2 separate regions of the Sus scrofa genome follow, and region 2 is linked to region 1. Evidence: chromatin contacts called from public promoter capture Hi-C data. All regions are on one chromosome and are shown on one strand. Each heading gives the region's core, a stretch centred on a gene start, on an enhancer-like site or on the middle of the called end of the contact. The rest is flanking DNA. Distances are from core to core; before and after follow the strand shown.

Region 1 (5,159 bases), core at 1,886-4,385:
ATAGCCACACCCACCAGCACACAGGCTGCCTGAAGTTCTTCAGAGCCCACAGCTACCTCTAAACACCCCCCTTGACAGGCCCAGCCTACTAGAACAAGATCCAGCTTCACCCACCAGGGGGCAGACTACAGAAACAGCTTGCAGAAAGGAGACCACAAGACGTTAGACAAAATGAGATGGCAGAGAAATATGTAGGTGGAGGAACAAGATAAAAAGCCAGAAGAAAAACTAAGAGAAAGGAAACAGGCAATCTACCTAAAAGAACTCAGAGTAATGACAGTAAAGACGATCTGAGATCTCAGGAAAGTATGGCATCACAGACAAAGGAGCTACAAGAAATGTTTAACAAAGAGAAGACAAAGATAAACAGAGCAAAGAGAGATGAAAAAAAACAACTTGACATGAAAAATACACTGGAAGGCATCGACAGCAGAATAAATGAGGCAGGAGAGTAAACAAGTAAGCCAGAACACAAAGTTGTAGAGATCACTGCCAGAGAAGAGAATAAAGAAAAACAAATGAAAATAAATGAGAACGGTCTAAAAGACTTCGTGGACAACATTAAATGTACCAACATCACATTACACAGGTCACATAAGAAGAATGGAAAGAGAAACAGGCCTGAGAAAATATTTTAGGAGATTACGGCTAAAAATTTCCCTAACATAGGAAAGGGAACACTCAAGATGAGGAAGCACAAAGAATCCCATTCAGGATAAACCCAAGGAGAAACACAGTGAGGCACATACCAATCAAATTGACAAAAATTAAAGATAGGATTCAGAGACAAGACAGTGGAATAAAAGGACTTAAGCTCACCTCCTCTCACAAAAACACCAAAATTACAACCAACTGGCTGAACAACCATCAACAAAGTAGAGTGGAAGCTACCAAGAAAGGTATCTTACAACCAAAGACAAGCCACATGGTGTTGTCAAGATATAAGCAATCCCAGACCTACCAGGTGGGGGACCCACAGACTGGAAAATAACTATATCACAAAGGCTCTCCCATAGGAGTGGAAGTTCTGAACCCCACATCAGGTTTCCCAGCTTGGGGGTCTGGCATTGAGAGGAAGAATGACCAGAGCATTTGGTGGTAAAGGCCAGTGGGTCTTGACCAGAGCATCTGGTGGTAAAGGCCAGTAGTTCTTGACCACAGGAGCTCCACAGGACTCCGGGAAACAGAAACTCCACTCTTGGAGGATGCACACAGAGTTTCATGGGCACTGGGTCCCAGGGAAAAGGAGGACTCCATAGAATCCAATTCGGACCTACCTGTGATCTTAGAGGGTCTCTGGAGAAAGCAGGGGGTGGCTGTGGCTCACTGTGGGGGCAGGACATTGGAGATGGAGGTCCCAGGGAATAATCATTTGCCTGAGCTGCCCCAGAGGCTGCCATTTTGGAAAAATGTGACCCCACCCATCAGTGCTGAGAAGCCCCAAGCCGAACAACAAACAGGATGGGAACACTGCCCCACCCATCAGCAAACAGGCTGCCTAAAGTCCTCCCAGGCACACAGCTGCCTCTAATTACACCCAGAGTCAAAGCCCCACCCATCAGGTAGGTGGCCCCACCTACCAGTGGGCAGGTACCAGTACCCCCTATCAGAAAGCCTGCAACAAGCCCCTGTATCAAATTCACCCACAAAGGGGTTGACACCAGGAGCAAGAGAGGCTACAACCCTGTAGCCTGCAAAAAGGAGACCACACAAAAAACCATACAAAATAAAAAGGCAGAAAAATATGAGCCAGATGAAGGAACAAGACAACCCCAGAAAAACAGCTAAGTGAACTGGAGATAAGCAACCTCCATGAAAAAGACTTCAGAGTAATGACAGTAAAGATGATCAAAAACCTCAGAAAAAAACTTGGAAGCAAGTATCAATAAATTATAAGAAACATTTAACAAAGAAATGTAAGTTTTAAGTTTAAACAAGCAGAGATGAAAACACAATAACTGAAATAATTCACTAGAAGGGACCAACAGCAGAATACAGGAGGCAGAATAAGCAAGGTAGATGACAAACTGATGGAAATCACTGATGCAGAACAGAATAAAGAAACAAGAATGAAAAGAAATGAGGACGGGATGGAGAAAAGATGACATAGTAGTACAATGTGAAACTCACCTGCTCTCACAAATACATCAAAAATACATCTACCTGTGGAACGATTTGCATGGAAATTTTGATGAACACTGGCAAAAAAATCTCAGGATCCTGACAGAGCAAGAAAAATCTTCACTCAGCTGAGCAGGACAAAAGAAAAAACATGAGCAAGAAAGTGGAATGGGACCCCTAGGAGGGAGCTGGGAATAAGAAAAGCTCCTGCACCCTGCGAAGTGCCTCCACCAGTGGGAAGATCAGCTGGAACAACGGAGAAATTTTAGAGTCTTGAAGGAGAACAGAACAATCAGTTTGAAGCAATTAAAATGGAAACAGACCTCCACGAATGGTCAGTGCTAGTGCCCTGCACTTCCCAACCACTTGCTGGTATGGGCAGGGCTTGGGAAATCAAACTTTGGACTTTAGAGATCAGACTCAGGGACGGGGAGAGAGAACAGGGGCTGGCTATGCAGGTAAAAGAAAACTGGAATTGGCTGCATGGTAACAGCCTGGAGGAACTAGAGTCTAGGGTGATCATTTTGTAGGGTGTAAACTGAGGAAACCCAGATGGGCTTGAATGCCAGGCAACATTGTTTAGGGGTGCAGGAAGGAAAGGGTGGGATCCACCACCACAGCCTTGTTCCCTATGCACACCACGTGCTCCAGCTCCCACTTTGAGCACTTTGAGCAGGTGCTGCCTAGCAACAGCTGGAGAGAAGCCTCTCACCTTGGGGCTTTAGAGAGCACTCCCAAGAGCAGCCCAGCAAAAGGACTGACCGCTGGAACAGCGCACATACCCTGTGTGTCAACAGAGCACTGCCTAGTAATAGCTAAAGAGCAGCTCCTGCCCTTGGGGCTACACGGAGTGCTCCTACAAGCAGCCCAGCAAAGGGATTGACTGCAGGAATGGTGCCCAAACTCACAGCTTCAGAGAGCTCTCCTGCAAGTGGCCCAGCCAGGGGAGGTACCAAGGGAACAGTGTCTGTTGCCACGACTAAAGAGAGAAGTCCAGAGAACCTTACTGGCAAAGGGAGGGACTACAGGAGCAGCTGCTGATATTGCCAGCTACAGGAAACTATCCTGACAGCTGCCTGGTAATGGAATGCTGGCACCTGCTACAAAAGCAGTCCAGTGAACCATGAACCCTAGTAGCCAACTGAATCCAGGAGAAACACTGTATTATCACTGCTCATATCACATCCTCTGGGTACATGTGAGCCACCACCACTGCCAAGAACTCCAGAACAGGGGACCAGCTGCTACATCTATACAGGGGACCACAAACATAGAAAGTTAGACAATAGGAGATGACAAAGAAATAGCTTCAGAAAAAGGAACAAGATAAAAGTGCACAAAAACAATTAAATGAAAAGGAGATGGGCAATCTACTGGAAAAAAGAATTCAGAGTGATCAAAGTAAAGATGATCCAAAATATCAGAAAAAGAATGGAGGCACAGATGGAGAGGTGATAAGAAATGTTTAACAGGAGTTCCCGTCGTGGCGCAGTGGTTAACGAATCCGACTAGGAACCATGAGGTGGTGGGTTCGGTCGCTGCCCTTGCTCAGTGGGTTAACGATCCGGCGTTGCCATGAGCTGTGGTGTAGGTTGCAGACGCGGCTCAGATCCCACGTTGCTGTGGCTCTGGCGTAGGCCGGTGGCTACAGCTCCAATTCAACCCCAAGCCTGGGAACCTCCATATGCCGCAGGAGCGGCCCAAGAAATAGCAACAACAACAACAACAAAAAAAAAAAGACCAAAAAAAAAAAAAAAAAAGAAATGTTTAACAGAGCTAGAAGATTTAAAGAACAAAACTAGGATGAGTATCACAATATCTGAAATGAAAAATACACTAGAAAGAATCAATGGCAGATAATGGAGGCAAAGAGTGAATAAGTGAGGTGGAAGACAGGGTGGTGGAAATCTGTGCCACAGAAAAGAATAAAGAAAAGGAGAGTGAAAAGAATTGAGGAGAGTCTAAGAGGCCTCTGGGACAACATTAAATGTACCAAAATTCGTATCATACAGGTAACCATGAGAAGAAGAGGCCAGAGAAAATCTTTGAAGAGATTATAGCTGAAAACGTCCCTAATAAGGAAAAGGAAACACTCAAGTTGAGGAAGCACAGAGAATCCCATTCAGGATAAATCCAAGCAGAAACACACAGAGCCAATACTAATCAAACTGACAAAATTAAATACAAGAAAAAGAGCATTAAAAGTCACAAAGGAAAAGCAACAAATAGCATACAAGGGAATCCCCATAAGGATAACAACTGCTTTTTGAGCAGAAACTCTGCAGGCCAGTAGGGAGTGGCACAATATACTTAAAGTAATGAAAGGCGGGGGGGGGACTCCAACCAAGAATACTCTACCCAACGAGGCTCTCATTCAGATTTGAAGGACAAATCAAAAGCATTATAGACAAGCAAAAGATAAGAGAATTCAACGCCACCAAACAAGCTTTACAACAAATACTAGAAAAACTTCTCTAGACAGAAAAGGCCACAACTAGAAATAAGAAAACTATAACTGAGAAAGCTCACTGGTAAAGGCAATCATAATATAAAAGTAGGAAATAACCCAATGACAAATGATATATCTTAGGTGGAAACTAAATGGAAGGCCTAAAAAAGAGTAAGTCCACATGACTCACTGACCCACCCAGACCCAGACCTACAGTCTCCACTTTATTGGACCTCCACAGACAAAACAACCAAGCCCATGAAGTGGGTGACTTTCCAAAGACAGAGAGAGCCCCGAGGAGAAAGTTAAATTTTATACCATGATCTCAACTGCCATCCCAGACCCATAGCACTCAGCACATGACTCCCTGCCTATATAATCTGATTCTCTCCCAATGGGGGGGGGGGGCTGAGTTTTACTTGCTCAGTGCTCCCAGTCACTCTATTGGTCAATAAGCCCCGCTTGTGAACTCATTGCTCCAGCCTCTGCCTCCTTCCTCCCTGCCACCCTAACAAAATCAAAACTAGCAATACATGAGGAGAAGACAAATGCAAGACATTGAAAATTCATTTGAAATTAAGAGGTCAGC
Region 2 (4,582 bases), core at 1,309-3,808, 280 kb after region 1:
CACAAGGTGGGCGCAGCGCAAAGCCTTGGCCCAGTAGGGGCTGTCACCCCATCTTCCTCCCTCTCTTGTTTCTAAATATCTGGAAAGGCTTATACGCAATCAAGCCATTGTCTCTGGGGCTCAAGCTAAATCCTGCAGAGACTGCATTTTGCAGCTCACTCTGTAAACCGCCCAGGGACGGCTTGTCTCCAGAGCTCTTTTATCTTCAGAAACAGAGAGAACATTATCATCTCTATGTGTTGGCCTTGCTTTCGCCTGCTGCTCTTTAAAATTTCTCCCCAAACCTCATTTTTTTTTTTTTTTATTTTCTTGTCCTAAGAATAACACATTGCTCATAATGGTAGGAGAAAAACAGTTTCTTTGGAAATGCAGCACTGGGTCACTATGCCGTACAGCAGAAATTGGCACAACACTGTAAATCAACTATATTTTAATGTTAAAAAAGTAAAAAAAAAAAAAAAAAGACAATGGTGCTCAACTTTAAAAAGAAAGATTTAGAACTCAAGAAGGAAGAAGGAAGGAAGAAAGAAAGCAAAGAAAGCAAGCAGGCAAGAAGCCCCTAGAGTTCCCTGGTGACACAGCGAAATAAATACCCACCATTATCATTGCAGCAGCTCAGGTCTCTGCTGTGGTGTGGGTTCAATCCCTGGCCCCGGAAATTTCACTTGCCTTGGGTGTATTCCCAAAAAAAAAAAAAAAAAAAAAAATGAATGCATGAGAAGTTCCCGTTGTGGTGCAGCAGAAACGAATCCAACTAGGAACCATGAGGTTTCTGGTTCAATCCCTGGCCTCGCTCAATGGGTGGAGGATCCAGTGTTGCCGTGAGCTGTGGTATAGTTTGCAGATGCAGCTCAGATCTGATGTGGCTGTGGCTGTGGCTGTGGCATAGGCCGGCAGCTGAAGCTCAGGTTCAACCCCTAGCCTGGGAACTTCCATACACCATGGGTGCCGCCCTAAAAAGCAAAAAAAAAAAAAAAAAAAAAAAAAAATGCAGCTCTTTTAATTTCTGAACATGCAGATTCTTTTACACAAGCCCTTTCTTTGGGGACACCTGATGTTCTGCAGGTTCTCTGTGTCTATAAAGGTGTGGTTTCATACTCAGTACTTGGGTCTGAGCACGATTCTTAGGTGTGCACACTTCTGAATGTGCATATGTACGTGTATATGTGTGCATTTGTGTAGATTGGTATGTGAGCACACGTGCCTGGGGGTCTGTGGCAGTTTGGGAGTGTTCACTGAACACACGTGCTCCCCAGGTTTCTCAGCTCCCCTTGCCTTTATGCTGGGGCCACATGCTGCTTTTGAACCATGAATCGTGAATAGGACTGACTTCTGGACCAAGGCGGCTGTTATTAACTGAATGTTTGTGTTCTCCCCAAATTTCTAGGTTGAAGCCCTACCCCCCAGGTGATGGTATTTGGAGGTGGGCCTTTGGGAGGTGATTAGGCTGAGATGAGGTTATGAGAGTCGGGTCTCCGTGATAGGATTTGGGTCCTTTTCAGAAAAGGAGAGGAGACTAGAGCATCTCTCTCTCCCCTCCCACGAGAGATGACCAGACAGGAGGCCGTCGGAAAGCCAAGAAGAGCGTCCTCACCAGGAACCAAACCTCCTGGCACCTTGAGCTTGGAATTCCCATCCTCCAGAATTGTGAGTAATACATGTTTGCTGTTAAAGCCAGCCTGTGGTATTTTGTTACAGCAGCTGAAGCAGACAGCCTTGGAAATAAGTTTTCTAGAAGCAGCTTTGAGGAGGAAGAAGGGTATAGCTATGATGTGAGATAGAACTTCTGGGCATTGAGGAGTTCCTGTCATGGCTCAGTGGTTAATGAATCCAACTAGGAACCATGAGGTTGCGGGTTCGATCCCTGGCCTCGCTCAGTGGGTTAAGGATCCGGCATTGCCGTGAGCTGTGGTGTAGGTCGCAGACGTGGCTCAGATCCCATGTTGCTGTGGCTGTGGTGTAGGCCAGTGGCTACAGCTCTGATTTGACCCCTAGCCTGGGAACCTCCATATGCCACGGGAGCGGCCCAAGAAATGACAAAAAGACCAAAAAAAAAAAAAGAAGAACTTCTGGGCATTGAGATTTCAGGATTGACCTGTTGCATTAACTAGTATTACCTCGTCTCTAAAATAATGCAGATAGGAGTTCCCATCGTGGCGCAGTGGAAATGAATCTGATGAGTACCCACGAGGATGAAGGTTCGATCCCTGGCCTCACTCAGTGGGTTAAGGATCGGGTGGTGTTGCTGTGAGCTGTGGTGTAGGTCACAGACTTGGCTCGGATCCCACATTGCTTTGGCTGTGGTGTAGGCCATTGGCTACAGCTCCAATTCAACCCCTAGGCTGGGACCCTCCATATGCCATGGGTGTGGCCTGAAAGAGCAATAAAGTAAAATAATGCAGATAATATCAAGCGCACAGGGTGTTGTTAGGACTGAATTAGGTGTCACAGTGCACGCATTCTCTCTCAAGTAACTCAGCAAGTTACATTCAGCAAGTGCCTCAAAAGCACATTTTCATTTGCCTGGCACTGTGCTAGGTGAGCAGGACAGATCTGTAAACAGACCAATTACTACATAACGTGGCAAATGTCCAGTTACCAGAGGGTACACAATACACAGAAGGCAGTGGTTAATTCTGGAAGATTCTGGAAAAGTGACACAGAAAGGGTAGATGGGTAGGGACTGCAGGAAGAATTAGAGCTTACCAGGTTAGTATAGGAGGCAGAGGCCTGCCCCAAGTGAGATGGATTGGTCATAAGTGGTAGGACCTGATTAGTGAGGAAGGCCCTTTACTGGTCTTTTTTTTTTGTCTTTTTTTTTTTTTTTTTTTTTGTCTTTTTGCCATTTCTTGGGCCGCTCCCATGGCACATGGAGGTTCCCAGGCTAGGGGTCTAATCAGAGCTGTAGCCACCGGCTTACACCACAGCCACAGCAACACAGGATCTGAGCCGCATCTGCGACCTACACCACAGCTCACGGCAATGCCGGATCCTTAACCCACTGAGGGAGGCCAGGGATTGAACCCGCAACCTCATGGTTCCTAGCTGGATTCGTTAAGCACTGAGCCACAACGGGAACTCCCCTTTACTGGTCTTGAGAATATTCACCTAAGCCCTAAAAACCTCAGACTCCACTTCCTAAGGGGTTAGTTCACTCCCAGTGAGCAGGCAGGAATGGCTGGTGAGGTTGGGAAAGCATGTTCTCATTTGCTCCTGGTAAAGAGAATACAAGTTTTCCTATTCTTTTTTTGGCCTCACCCACAGCAGGTGGAAGTTCTGGGACCAGGGATGGAACCTGTGCCACAGCAGTGATAACGTCTGTTCCTTAACCCACTGAGCCGCCAGGGAGCTCTTTAATTTTTTTAAGACCATGAAAAAAACTGTCCTGCTTTCTTTGTACTCATTTTGAAGGGCGTAAGGGTATCTGCGTCTGCCTCCCCAGGTTGACCATGAGCTCCCAGGGTTGAGGGACATACCCCGTCACATATGCCTCTGGGTCCCCCAGGCCTAGGGCCTGGTCTGTGGCCGGAACTCTTCAAATGCCTGTGGAATCAAAAACCTCATCGGTTCCTGGGCTGCAGCACTGAACAACAAAACTGCCCCTCCAGGGGTTGCTTTCTGAATTTCAGAAATCTCTCCATTCCCAGCTTTCCCCAGGCTGAACTGAGGCTCATCTCCCAGGAACCTGGGGGCGTGCCTGTGTCGGTACACGGCGCCACCTCGCGGCCATACTGGGTAACTGCACCATCTCGCCCTGCGAGAGCACCCTCTCTCGTGATTAGGATCCCCCTCTCATGCCCACAATTTTGAGGGAAACAGGGATCCTGAGCAAGCCATCCTCAGCCCCAGCCCCTACCCACTGTGAAGTCTCTGAGAATGGGCAGGCAATGTTTGGACCCTTGGTTATTTTGGCTCTTGATGACTTAAGCCCCTATTGGTTAAGGGGCTATTAACGGGAGGTCGCTGGGACTACCCAGTTAAGGATGCAGACAGATATGGGTTTGATTCCAATTAGCTGTGTGACCCTGGGTACTGTCTCACCTCACTGAGCCTCAGTTTCTCTCTCTATAACATGAGGATGATGTAACTCAGAATTGCTGTGACATATGCCATGTTACATAAGCTAAGGTTTGTGAGCTGTAATCACAAACACAAAGGCACTTGTGCTGCTGTGACTTCACTTGAGTTTCGCTTCAAGAAGGTGCAGTGGGAAGTTCCCTTCATGGCTCAGCAGAAACGTATCTGACTAAGATCCATAAGGATGCAGGTTCAACCCCTGGCCTCACTCAGTGGGTTAAGGATCCAGCGTTGCTGTGAGCTGTGGTGTAGGTTGCAGACGCAGCTCGGATCCTGCGTTGCTGTGGCTCTGGCATAGGCCACAGCAACGCAGGGCCGCACCCATGGCATACGGAGGTTCCCAGGCTAGGGGTCTAATCGGAGCTATAGCTGTCAGCCTACACCACAGCAACATGGGATCCAAGCTGCTTCTGCCACCTCTGCGACCTATGCCATAGCTCACAGCAATGCTGGATCCTTAACCCACTGAGCGAGGCCAGGGATCAAACCCGCATCCTCATGGACC

The links. Promoter capture Hi-C pulls out the DNA fragments that hold promoters and counts their contacts.
Region 2: a contact with region 1 is called in a promoter capture Hi-C map of liver, with 6 times the contacts expected there. The contact joins two enhancer-like sites. A contact is called at or near these places in 2 of 5 promoter capture datasets (fetal liver and liver) and 9 of 47 Hi-C or Micro-C datasets (adipose tissue, embryonic fibroblasts, epiblast stem cells and 4 more).

What each region holds. Positions count from the first base shown.
Region 1 is chr4:38,311,211-38,316,369 of Sscrofa11.1, forward strand. The region is part of intron 2 of LOC110260251 (a long non-coding RNA gene); the gene reads right to left. Among named protein-coding and RNA genes, the nearest start is that of KCNS2, 61 kb to the right of the region's middle. Within about 2 kb of position 3,136, at least 4 of the 83 cell types and tissues checked have an H3K27ac peak or open chromatin away from gene starts, as enhancers often do. A contact at or near this core is called in liver, where this site is marked.
Region 2 is chr4:38,591,868-38,596,449 of Sscrofa11.1, forward strand. No RefSeq gene overlaps it. Among named protein-coding and RNA genes, the nearest start is that of POP1, 62 kb to the right of the region's middle. Within about 2 kb of position 2,559, at least 7 of the 83 cell types and tissues checked have an H3K27ac peak or open chromatin away from gene starts, as enhancers often do. A contact at or near this core is called in liver, where this site is marked.